Regions from separate parts of the Rattus norvegicus genome. Here region 2 is linked to region 1. Evidence: chromatin contacts called from public Hi-C data. All regions are on one chromosome and are shown on one strand. Each heading gives the region's core, a stretch centred on a gene start, on an enhancer-like site or on the middle of the called end of the contact. The rest is flanking DNA. Distances are from core to core; before and after follow the strand shown.

Region 1 (6,817 bases), core at 2,855-5,354:
GACGCAGAAATGAACCCACAAACCTATGGTCACTTGATCTTTGACAAAAGAGCTAAAACCATCCAGTGGTAAAAAGATAGCGTTTTCAACAAGTGGTGCTGGTTCAACTGAAAGGTCAGCATGTAGAACAATACAAATCGACCCATTCGTATCCCCCTTTACAAAGATTAAGTCCAAGTGGATCAAGGACCTCCACATCAAACCAGATACACTCAAACTAATAGAAGAAAAAGTGGGGAAGAGTCTTGAACACATGGGCACAGGGGAAAATTTCCTGAACATAACATGAATGGCTATGCTCTGAGATCAAGAATTGACAAATGGGGCCTCATAAAACTGTGAACTCTTCCTACTACATTTAATTCACTCTCACTTCCCTAGTCCTTTGATAGTGGCCAGATACAAAAGCCTCTAGATTGTTTTCTCAAAGATACCCTAATTGCAAAGCAACTTTGTTTTTTTTTTTATAGCATAACATTAGCCCTTATTTTATTATATAGAAATTAGTTTTGTATCTTTCTCCCTGTAGATAAATGGTTTTGAAACTCATAACTATTGTGAGTTAATTTTCTATTTCTCCCTAATAAGTTCTTATTCTTTACTTCTGTCTAAGCATGAACACAGACTCACATCCAATTATGCCTTGTATAATAAATAAACTGTATAAATAAAGTGCATAATATGTATTTACTTGAAAAAATGGGATAGATTTAGGGATTAAATGACTGATCTACTCAGTTCAAAGAGATGTGTTAAAGAAATGTTGCAAAGCAGTAGGCTTGCAAGCTTGCTGTCTACTGAAAACTGTTTTCTTCATATATCTGACTTGGATTCTTTTTTAAAAAATATGTTCTTAGTCTGCAATATTTAATTCTCCTTTTAATTCTCAGTTTAAGATTTTTTTCTCCCTGGGAAATCTCACATTCTCTTAATAATACTTCATATCTTTCTCTTGCTCTTAAAACACACTGGCAATTAATACCCCCAGAGCAGTTCTCAACACAAGCTGTTGTAATTGTTCACTCATGAGTTTCCTTTCATTCAGTGCTTCTCAAGAGCAGCAGTCTTGGTTTTCTTCATTATTCCCTTCCCAGCCATTGTTTAGGATAATTTTTTAAATTGGGTCTTAGATATACCAGTTAGTTTCACTCTGCTGCCCTCAGAAAATGTCTCAGAAATATGCTCCATGAATGATAATGAGGAATGAAAATTAACAGAGAGAGAGAGAGAGAGAGAGAGAGAGAGAGAGAGAGAGAGAGCTATTCCCTCATCATATGTGCATGAATCCTGGAAACCTGGGCTTTTATCACTGATTTTGATGATCCGAAGACTGTGTTAACATCTTGCAACCTCAATTTTCTCATCCATGGAAGTTTTCATGAAGTTTGATGTTGTTTCTTTTGGTTATACACCACAAATTGGGGTCTCTGGCCAATTATCTTGGGCAAGGCATCAAGTTCAACCCCAAGAGCACCTATCAGCTCAAAGGTCTCACTTTGCTTTCAAATAAAATCTGTTGATTTTTCTGCTACTTTGCTGATCTCTGCCCTGAGCCATCCAACCCAGAGATATCCTTGGATGTTTGATTCCCAGTATACATTTTTTCCACCCATAATGTGCTTCAATTCAGTGTTTTCACCACACCTGTATTTACTGCCACCAGTTTTATTTGACTGTGATCATTAAAAAAAATAACAAATTTCAAAGCTTTCTTCTTATTCCTGGAAACGTCTGGATATTTAATTATTTGTAAATGCCCTCAGTAGTTGTACTTTGGTGAGAACTGATTCTCAGTCCTACTGATTTTGAAATAGATCTTCCTAATACCCTCGTGTGAATTAATTTCTATGTTGAAAGGTCATAAGTCTGAAAAGTCAAGGGGCCACTTACTTGTGCCCTAGAGTAATAAGAAAACATTTCTCTGAAGGTGCTTCTATATTCATACTAATCTTAGATTAAATTTAATTGAGAATCAATACACAAAAGATAGAATGAATCTAAATCTTCCTGGATTCCATGAAATATAAGTTCTTTGAGGGAGTGGAAATGCAGTAATTGTTCCAGAAATTAACTCTCTCCACTGACCTAGCGAAGAAGCAAGATACAAAAACAGACTCTGGCATCCATCTGTGATTTTGAACTAGATTCAAAGTCAATGCTTAATATGCAGTCATTAGTGTCAATGTTTCTAAAAATGGAACAACTTAGTTGCTAGGGTTAAAATGAAGGAATGTGTACTTTTACATATGTACTTTCATGGGGACAGGATCTCTAGTGAATTAATTCAATAAACAAACAGCAAAAAAATAGCAACACTCCCAAAAGTAACAAGCTCAATTTTGAGAAACTTCTTGTCAGAGCATTATTTATATTTTACTTGTTAAGTAACAGAGTGTTTGAATTATGACCTCTCATCCATTCCCTTTTTAGCATACTGCTTCATTTAATGATAAAGCAGCACAACAGTAGTGCAATGAGTCTACTGCATGGAAATGGGATTGCATTGATAATTCCAAGGGAATGACATCACTGAAAAGTCTCATCCCAGCCTGGGTGATGACTCATGAAAGTTGCACCACTAGCGTCTAAATCACAGATGGCCTGCTACCTTCTGTGTGCTCTAGTGCTTCCAAAGATGATGTGCAATGAGAGCAAGATGGTGTGCAGCTGGAACTCTCAGGTGATGGTCTGGTGACACTTCTCCTTCTGCAGGAGACGATAAACAGCCTCACTATCAATTCCATAGACTTTACTGTCATTGGGTCCTGCTTATTCGTCTCCTGACCGTGAGTCAAAGTAGTTTGTAACTTGGCTTCATGATGACTAATGATGATCTTGATAGGCACATGGGAAATGGCTTCATTACAAACACAAAAGGATGTGAACAGATTGCTACCACTTCCTGGACTTTGGAATCCTGTGTACCTTTCCACACTGTGACTTGACATCATGGGTGTCAGTCTTTCGGGGACTAACAGAAAACATGTCTCTCACGGTCCTCCCTATTAACATGCATCTGTTAGATACCACTTCGAACTTATTTTAAAGCCCTACGAAGAAGAATCACACATGAAGAAATGAAAATCAAGCCAAGAATTCTTGTTGTTGCCTTCTCTCAGACTATATACTTTTTTTCTTCATCCTTTTTTCCCCCGTACTGGTTTCTGCTATTCCATTTGATATTTAGATAAACACAGAATCAACACGGAGGAAAAGACCCACAGGGTTTCCTTTCTTGATGCATATTAGAGCTGCCTTGATAAAAAGGAGCTGAAAGGTTCTGAGCTACCCTCGACTAAGAATTTGTAATACACAACTCAACAGAGTCTAATAATGTTATAGAATGTCTCTGCAGGACACTGAATACTGGTTTTCCAATTGCTATTCTCTCTTTGTTTTGAAATATAAAACCACAAGCAGACTTAGTTTGTATTGTGCACCACTGTTTATAATTTGAGTGACTCAAAACAAGTCATTGATGGTTGTTGTGGCATGCAGCTATATTGACTATACCTTACTGTTTTCAGGGTGGGGGGAAGCATGCAATTATAAAGAAAATAAATTGTATAACAAAAGACACATTTATGTCTTACATGATGAAGTGCTTGTTAAGTAACTGTTGTACACTAATACGACATATTGCTTCAGGGCCAACAAAACAATAAGGGACAGGCAAGATAGTTCAGCAAGGAACATTTTGTTCATAATCATTTTGAACAGTTATGGACTCTGCAGAGTTGTCATCAAGCTCCTCTCAGCTTTTTTGTAGAAACAGAGGTGCATAGTCCTTTCAGTTTATACACGCTGTGTTCCTAGCTTTCCTTTACGAAAGGTTGTAATGGTCCGAAAATTGCTGAAGTCAAACCTCAAAATCAAATAGTATGCAAAGACAAAGAATGTTTATTCTGCACAAACATTCAACATCTGGGAGTCAACCATTCTACAAAAAGGTGACACCAGACAAAGTTGGACAGGCCTTCTTACAGGGAAGTGGGAACTCTAAATTTAGGTAATCTAAAATTTCATTTGTGGGCCCCAGGAGGTCACAGGCGGTCAGTGATTTGCATTCCTATGTCATGAACACTTAGCCATAGGAGGAAATCGGGTTGCCCTGCACAGATGGCCTATTCTGAGATAAATATTTCCCATTTTTGTGGTTATCTCCAGGCCGTTCTTTGGGAAGGGGTTTTATGACCATGTTTTTGGATTTTGTGATCTGTTCCTGAAGCTGGTATCTTAGGGCCTAGCTCGTGGGACTTATGGTCTGTTCCTGGAGCTGATACCTATGGCCTTCTTTTCAAGATTAGATCTGGCCCTTAAATGGAGACAAATGGGGTCTATGTTGTTTTTTCAATGTGAGTAGATTTTCTATTTCCTTATTCTGGGTTGTGGCCTTCAAAATTTGGGAATGTTCTCTTATTTCTTTGTCTTTTTTACATATAAAAGGTGCTTATTATTTTTAATTCTGATCTTGTGTATGGGTGTGTTCACATAAATCCTAGTGCCATCAGAGCCAGAGCATCAGGTCTCTTGGGGCGAGGCTTACAGATGGTTAGGAGCTGACTGATACGGGTTTTGAGAACCAAACTGGAATTCTGCAAGGGGGTACATACTTCTAACTACTGAGCTATCTCCCGTGTTCCACAGTTCTTCGTCTTTCAGAGTACTGACATTGTCAACATTTTAGGAAAGCAGAATGGAACTAAGGGCCTCAAATCACTATGAATAAAGGAACTATCTGCTAAGATCAAGTATTTTGCACTAGTAAGAACTAAACCATATTGTAGGTACAGAGTCTTCCACTCTTTAGAATATCTTAATGTAACTTAACAATATCTATAATATTAACTTCTTTTAATGTACATGGTATATACCCAAGATATCATTACTTTTTTATAGAACACATTAAGATAGTTAAATATTTTGTAAAAGACTTAGAAAATATCTTAATTTTATTATGAAATAGATATAAAATAAGGCTGTGATTAATGGGAGGCTGCATATAAGTCAGTTTTCCTTCTGACACAAAATGCAGAAGATATTTGATCAGACTTTAAGCAATCATATTATCCTCTAATCTATAGCAAATGACTGTGATTGAAATCTTATTTATTCCTAATGGTTGAGCTACTCATGTACTTTCTAAAACACACATCCTTAGTAAAAATATGTATTAATATAATATCAATCCCCCAACTGTAAGTCCCCAAATATTATGCATAACTTAATTTTCAAATCATAACCAGATAATTTTGTTCTTCTAAATTTCCTGTTGAGCTTTGGAAATTTATTCATGTGACTAAAATTTATCACTACAGATGTCACTAAGAAAGAATGCAGTGGCCAAGAATGTCCTGTGAGGTATTTTAGGCAATCATATATTAAGATGTATGTTACTTAATGGGCCATTTCAAGTATTTACTCCTTTTGGGGGGGGGTAATTGTTCTACTTCATACAAAACTACAGAGGGTCATTTTAGAGGGGTTGCCTGGAAATACTAATTTTTGGCATTTATTTCCTTTAGCCTATCTTCTATAGTGTCCAAGACTTCCTAAGGTCCAAGATACAGATAGCTGAGAGGCAGAGTACTTGTTCATCATGTGCAATGCCCTTGGTTGAATCCCTAGCACCATGAAACAAAGATCGAAATGCTCAAGAAGCAAAAAGGAAAATATGCATAAATGTGGCCGTATAATTGTATAAGTAAACTTACATTTTCTTGATCCTCTGAACATTTGCTCATAGGTTTCTTTTTGCCTTACCAGTCCTCATTATAAAGTTCAAAGAAAAAGTATGAAATATTTATGTCAATGTATATTAAGATTTTTTATTCTAATTTGAGCTAGTATCCAACTAGAAGCTTCAACCCTACTGACTATGGCCTCCATGGTATTGGCAGATATTCTGCAAAGGAGGAGATAAGTAGTCATCAATATCTCCCATATACAAACATTGTGACATATAATAGTGACCTACCTGCCTACGAGATATACTGGTACAACAAGTGTAAAAATATTATGGGAGTAACCAACCACATTTTAAAATTAGGTTTATATCCCACTTCAAGAAGTAGAATCTTCCTGACATTGCTAAAATGACCAAGCACCTGAGACTAGATAAGTCTTGATAGACCAGACATAATTCCAGCAATGAGAAGTGGATAAGAAGTCTGACTCCAACCAAGAAACTACTTGCAATTGGTAACTGCTGGGAAAAAAAACAGTTTTCTCAAATAAAGTGTCATTCCTCCCTGCTTAGTTAACATAGAGTTAGTTAACATAGAGAACTTCTATTATTCTTTTTGTGTTTGCTTTGTTTTTATTTCAGTTATTTTTTGTCTTGCTGGTTTTTGTTTGTTTTAATTGTGTGTGTGTGTGTGTGTGTGTGTGTGTGCATGTGTGTGTGTATGTGTATGAGAGAGGGGAGGATTAAGAGAGAAGGACAAGGAGAAGGGGGGAAGGAAAGAGAAAAGGAGAGGGAGAGGGAGTGGGAGGGGCAGAGAGAGGGAGAAAAACTAATGTTGATTGGGTAGGGAGAAGGAAAGATCTGGGTAGAAAAGGGGCATGGGAAAGTATATTATGATCAAAATATATTGGATAAAACAATTAAAGAAGAGAGAAATAAATCCCTACAAAGCAAATTTCTGTCATCAACTAAAGGTAAAAAATATTTTATTTCTGTTGTCTTGACCTTGGGTGACTCTCCTGTGAACTGCTGTTGATAACAGATACTACAAATGGAGTTGGTGTCAGAACCTCAGGAGGTATTACATCAAAGTCTGATTAGTTCCTTGTTTATAGTAAATGCTCAGTGTTA
Region 2 (6,817 bases), core at 1,241-3,740, 2.0 Mb after region 1:
CAACAAAACCACGATCGGATAGCCCGACCTTACCCACAAAAATATAGTTATCAGACTTTAGCTGAGAAGACAGCTGAAGCTGAGTACCAAAGATTCTAGTTTGAAAAATAACAAGTATCTATCTGACTTAAGGACGGTGGAATGAGGGTAATACGGGAAGTTGTGCAAGGGAGGCTGGGACAAGTTAAAAAGGGCAGATGAGGGCAGTGTCTTAGTGAATTCCAACTAACACCAACAGAAATGCTCAGAGCCTTGCCTCCCTCCCTATCTTTGCACCCATTGGCCTCCAGCCTCCAGCCTCCACCCCCCATCCCCTATCCCTACCCCCACACCCACACACATCCTGCCCTCACTTGACTGAAGTTGGCTCCAGAACCTGTCTCCGCTCTCTGCAGGTGAAAGGGACCTGCATCTTATATTTTCATAGCATCCAGAGCAAGACTTTCTCGCACAGTCCTTAATTCGGTGTTTCTCTGGTTATTTTCAAGGTCACCATGAAGTCCTCAGAGAATGAACACAGAGGCCACCTTGCCGGTTCTCAAATCTGTGTCCCAAAGAATTGATTACCACATAGGAGGCCCTATTTAATAGTGCTCAATAAAATTAATGAAATCTTAAGCATTGGGTTTATGACTGACTGACTTGCCTTTGTTTACAGAATTACAGACAGGCTTCCGAGGATGAACCAGGCAAACTGTGTCTCTGGTTTTCATGGATCTATGACTCAGAACTGTAGTAAGGATTTCCCCTGTTTCCCATATCTAGGTTCGTCTAACCCATAAAGGTCACAAAAACTTCAGGGAGTAGAAACCTCTTTGAGTACCACCCCAATTGCTCCCAGGACTGGGGAGCTGGGCAGCAGTCTTTTCTGTAATCACACATTGTAATGGGCAGCAAACACAGGCTCATCCTTACTGCCTGAGACCTAAAACCTAATGGCAAGCAAACTGAGAGGCTGCCAGCCCCTAGACAGCCCGACCTTCAGTGCCACCTCGCTTTGTGGTTTAGTGGGGCACCTCACTGCTATCGGCTTCCCCTGTCCCTGCTTCCATTTAGAAGGAACCTTGGAGCACGAGACATTGTCAGAAGCCCCAATTTCTGGCTTACAAAGAGAGACTGACTACAAAGTCAGTTTAGGACCCACCTAGCCCAGGATATCAAACCATGGAAACAGCTTCACATGTGAGCAACTTCCTTCTCTAGGGGTCTCCGGCATCTCTAGAATTTCATCCTCACTGCAGAAAAACTGCAGAAGCCTCACAGTCCTGCCAGACCGAAGTCCAGAACTGCCTACATCAGTGTCCCTTGGGCCATGGGCTCATCCCTGTGCCTGCCAGAGAGGCCATGTGCTAGTTTTCATTCTGTTGCTATGATAAAACAATGACCAAAAGGAACTTGGGAAGGAAAGAGCTTATCTGCCTTACACTGTCACGGGGAGAAGTAAAAAAAGAAACAAACAAACAAAAAAAAAACAAACAAAAAACAACCACCAACAACAACATACAGATAGGAACTCAGGCAGAGGCCAGGGAGGAACGCTGCAACCTCATCTACCCTTCTTATACCTGCCTAGGGATAGCACCACCCACAGCAAGCTTGGCTCTCTCTATATCACTAAAAATGCCACACGGTCATGTTCACGGAATAGTATGATAGAGAAAAGTGCTCAATTGGAGTGCTCCCTTCCCAAGAGACTCTAGTTACTGTTAAGCTGACGAAACTAACCAGCATGAACAAGACGAATTCCCAGCTCCGAGTGAATCATGGAAACCCCGAAGACCAGAGAGACCACGCCCTCCTGAGGCCACGCCCTCCTGAGGAAGATCCAGAGGCAATCTCTGGGCGTAGGTGCTTGGAGAGAGTCTCTGGACACACAAATGCAAGGGTGGCGCTGTGGAGTAAGTGACCTTCAAGGATACCACAGCTATTTTTTTTTCTCATTCTGTTATGAGGTAAGGATTTGTATGCTGAGGAGAGTGAGGTGGAAAAAACCTGGAATGCTCCCTAAAGTGAGACCCACCGCAACTGCTTCCTCCAAGAAGCATAAACAGGGGCCGGTGCGGCAGCACCCAGAAAACCTGTGACCCCAACACTTGAGAGATAAAAGCAGGTCAGCCTCAGCTACAGGCAAGTTTAGGGTCAGCCTGGATTACATGAGACCCTGTCTATAAACAAAACAGAAACAAGAAACCTGCATATCAAGTAAGAGCCTTCAACCTATTCTGGAAAAGAAGGTATGACATCCACAGCCCTGGAAAGCAAGCGATGACTTTGACCCTCTGGAAGCCACAGGACATTAAATGATTGGCATTTGATAACACCACTAAAATAGAACATTTCTATCCCCAAAAAGACGGATCCTGTCAATGAGATTCCTTTTTGAAAAATCTTATTAAACTTTCTCTTTTGCTGCTTCTTTGTATCTCTGGTTGAAATGGAGCAGGATACAGGTTACCATAGTGACAGCTTAAAAAAGAAATAACAGGGCTCAGGAGCTCTGACTACTGGTGAGCAGAGGCTGAGAGAGAAAAGAAAGAAAGAAGCAGGACTCATCCCGGGGTGCCAACTTGTTCTGTGACACTAGGGTGGGAGTCAAGACTCAGCTGCCTCATTGGATGAAGGAAGCAGAAGCCGAATGCATGTGGGAAACTCACACATCTTACCCTTCCTTTACATGCTCCTTCTTGTGGAGCCTTTCCCACTACTCGTACAGCCCTCCCCACTCTCAGTTACGCCTTCCACCCAAGTTTTGGAAAGTCCCCCGAAAACCAAGTCCAAAGATGTGATAAAAGAAAGTTGAAAAATGGGGTGCTGGAGAGACGGCTCAGTGGTTAAAATCATTAACTGCTCTTCCAAGAACGGAATGGTGACTCACAACCAACGGAATCTGATGCCCTCTTCTGGCACGTCTGAAGAGAGCAACAGTGTACTCATAAATAACCGGCTGCTTGGGCTACCTTGTTGCCTCAGATCCAGGAAAGATATTTCTTCATCCAGGCTCATTAGCCTCCTTGCTTCTGCTTCCGGAGCTGTCGAGAAGAGTTGGTGAAATCCATCCAACTCTCTTCACTCAAACTTTGGAAGTGTGTTGCAATACCAAGACAAGAAAATCCGTAATAACGTGGACTGAACGCTTGCTCAGTGTTCAGTGTTGGTCGGAAAAGGATCCTGTAACTCAGAAAAGCAGCTGGTTCTTGATCATGCAGTCACACCCATGAGACACAACATGGATATTTGACACCGGTGTCTAGAGGTGGCCACCCATCCACAAATGCTTGAATCAATCAATGTTCAGCTGTCCTGGACCTGTACCTGTATGCTCCAATGTTGGAGTTTTTACTGAAGGCCATTCAATGAGGATCTAGAGGTCCCCATGAGCAAGTGACAGAGGAGACTCTCACTCCTGGAAGTTTTTAATCGCATAGTGAAAAGTAGGCTCCGGGATTGACCCCTAACTCAGAAAGGAGTGTAACAAGAAGCCCCAAGAAAAGCTCATAAAGACACAGTTTGTTTGTCACTACCCTAGCCCCAGTGTTACCATGGCAACATAGTCTCTGATGCCCACCCTCAGTCCCTGTTCCTGATCTGCAATGCCTGCTGCCTATTTCACACTTCCTCTTTTAGTCTCTTCTTGAGCTCAGGAGCTCCACAGTTCTCTACAGTAGATGAAGGTCAGGAGCCAGTCTTGAAGGAGCAGAGACACACAGCCCACACCCAGCAGCCCAAGCCCTCCTCAAAGCACCCAGAACTGCTTGGGTCCCATGCTTTCTGTCTCCCTTTTCCCAGACCCCGAATCTAGTATTGCCTCTGGCCATATATTCATATCTACTCTATCTCCTTCAAGTACCTGGGAAGACTGTGCCTTCCTGAAGCAGGCTGAGCCACGCACGCTAAAGGAATTCGTCCCTTAGACCAGAATATTAGAAGACATGAGCTCCTGGGTGATAGCTAGAGCATCTCGGGCCACATAAGACAATAGACAGGGTTCTTCATTTGTAAGCTGTAACAGGGTGGGTTTCTATGAGTATAGGCATGTATATTATCACGTTGGGAAGCCATGGTGTGATCAGAGAGATTGGCTTACAATTCTGGGTGGCCAGTGTGTACAGAGGTTTGGCCTGGTGCTGCTTGTATTCTAATGCTAATATTGGGTCTCCAAAACCTGGTTCTCCCAAAGATAAGAGAGCCCACACTTAGATCCAAGTGACACTGTGGTCACTGTGTGACCTCGTCCCAAGTTATTTTTGATTGGTGAATAAAGATGTCGACAGCCAATAGCTGGGCAGAAGAGACATAGGTGGGGTTTAGGATTCCTAGGCTTGGGGTCAGAAGAGAAGCAGGAATGGTGGGAAAAGGGTAGAAGAGGAAGGAGAAGCTGCCATGGTTTAGCTGAGCCATAAAAACATGTCTGATTGGGCTGGCCAATTAGAGTTAAGAGCAGCCCAGATGAAACTCGAGGTTATCAATAGGAAAGTAGATTCTAATAGCAAAGATGGTAGATCTCTGCCCAGCTCTCGTTCTGCTTAAGGCTTATTGAAAACACAAAGGGTGTGTGTGTGTCTTTTATCTGAGAACTGAGTGATCAGGGCAGGGTAGAAACCCTAGACTGGGATTTAAAATTTCTCCAAGTGTGAGCTTCAGTGCACGTCACTGTGTGATCTCTGCTGTGCCAACCGGGTTGTTTAAAGTCTGGTCCTGGTCAAAAAAAAATCAGTTCACAGGGTACTGGGCATCAGTTCCAACATGTCAGTTTACAGCATTCCTAGGCTCACGGGACCAAGTTCCTGTAACCTAATAGACTAGTCCTACTGTCTGCTCTCTTACTAATGACCTTCCTTCACTCTCGTATTCTGCCATGGCATTGTCAAATCTCATCTTTAGGGTAATCATTCTGAAACTTCAGAATGCCTCAGGTGGAACAATTTTGTGGAACCCCTCAGTGGTGGACTCAACCCCAAAATGTCTGATCCAGCGAGTCCAAGGTAGACCTAGAAATGGACAGTTTCCATACGCCCTGCTGCTGCCTGAGGCTCTCACTGAGAAAAATCATTGCTCTACACAGACATCCTCACTCCTTTGAACATCCCTTCTGTGTGAGAGCCTCCAGGCATCTGTGCCCTCGGAATCAGTCTCCTAGGGACCCCTCCTCTAGCTCACCAAAGTATCCTCTCTTTACAAAGAACAGATATTCCCTCAGGCTAGTAGCAGGAAGTACTTAAGATAAACCCCGAGTGAAGCCTCAGGAAGCTTCTTGGGGACAGCAGAGTTGACAAAGCAACTGTATTTCTTCAGAAATGAATAGAGATGCCACCGTTTCCTCAGCAAACTCAAGTTGACCTTCAGTAAACCCCGCCTCTTCTATTGTTTCTGCTGTGGCTAAGGGTTCCTGCTTCCTCATTCCTATCCTGTTTGCCTTAAGGTTTCCACATTCCTTCATCCGGCCTCTGTAACCGCATGGTCTCCTCCAGAGAACAATTCAGCTTCTAGACCTGTCACACACTACCTGAAGTGCAATCATTCAAATTCCCCCAAAGAGAAAGGATCAGAGTGTATGCCCTGTCTCCATTTAGAGAACGCTCTTCAAAGCAGCCTCCAGATTGGGCATTAGTTAAGCTTTTGTGACGGGTAAAAGGATGGGCCTTATGGAATGGTGACCCCTTGGATGAAGATGGTGGGAGAGGCCTTCAGTCTGTTGGTCCCCAACACTTTGCATGACAACTCCATTCAAAACACCTGGCTGTTTTAAACGCTGTGCACAAAAGTTGGTTTGTGTAATGCAGTTTGCTTGTGGCATTTGCTCAGCCTGTATCCTAGGAGTCTGTCATCCTGTCATAAGTATGTGGTCTGAGGAGAGAAGCTAAGCAATCACCACCTTCCTCCTTCTGACTCTCCTTGTTCTGTTTGTGAGGGAGAACTAGGACCGCTTTGTGTAAATAGCTGGTTCCTACAATGGCTTCACACTGAACTTCAGCCACAGAAAACCCTAAGCCTCCGACTACTTCGGCCTTTCCTTGTTGTGCAAAAAAAGAAAAGGAAAAAGTAGTAGGACCTAATAGGGAGATTTTACAATTTCTCATAAAACAGTTCATCTTGCTTAATTTAGCCTATCACCCAAGTCTGTTGAGATCTTCTGAACATGAACGATGTCTTTCTCCAGCTTATTTGGTAAATTGCTCAAACTCCATCAGCGGCCATCTGCCCATGAAAGGGAGGTTAAATGTATAACTTATCTTCTCAGGGCTGACACGAAGGTGGATTTAGATGGCTCATTTCCACGAGCTCCCTTGTAGCATTTGAGGAACAGTTGCTCCAAATTTATTGTAGACCGAGATACCGATCTTATACATGCATTAATCCATTGTGTTCGTGGCAAGGAAAATCAGATATAGTCATGTCATGAAGATAGCTAAATCATTATCTGTTGTTTAATGAACAATCATTTTAAGTTTTGGATGTTTTAATATATTATTTATAACCCTTAATAACCTAAGGACATTTGGTTGGTTTTACTTGTTTTATTTGACTTTTCAAGACAAGGTCTCACTGTGTCAGAGACTAGCCTTGACTCCATTAAGTTGTACAGGCTGGCTATAAACTCACTGTAATATTCAACAACCTAAGTGCTAGGATTACAGACATATACCACCATACATACATACATACATACATACATACATACATACATACACACATGCATACATACAGACATCACATGCACACACACAGACATATATATATATATATACGAAGATTGATTGCTTGATTGATTTCAGCCACCCAGATGCTAGGATTACAGATTGCTGTACCTGGCCCAACA

The links. Hi-C and Micro-C count contacts between places; a contact is called where the count stands out from the background.
Region 2: a Hi-C map of the A7r5 cell line shows a contact between it and region 1, with 2.5 times the contacts expected there. The contact joins two enhancer-like sites. A contact is called at or near these places in 2 of 12 Hi-C or Micro-C datasets (the A7r5 cell line and Schwann cells).

Annotation. Positions count from the first base shown.
Region 1 is chr10:26,310,852-26,317,668 of GRCr8, forward strand. All of the region lies in intron 1 of LOC134480667 (glyceraldehyde-3-phosphate dehydrogenase-like), which reads right to left. Among named protein-coding and RNA genes, the nearest start is that of Ccng1, 630 kb to the left of the region's middle. Within about 2 kb of position 4,105, at least 6 of the 93 cell types and tissues checked have an H3K27ac peak or open chromatin away from gene starts, as enhancers often do. A contact at or near this core is called in the A7r5 cell line, where this site is marked.
Region 2 is chr10:28,324,416-28,331,232 of GRCr8, forward strand. No RefSeq gene overlaps it. Among named protein-coding and RNA genes, the nearest start is that of Mir146a, 22 kb to the right of the region's middle. Within about 2 kb of position 2,491, at least 9 of the 93 cell types and tissues checked have an H3K27ac peak or open chromatin away from gene starts, as enhancers often do. A contact at or near this core is called in the A7r5 cell line, where this site is marked.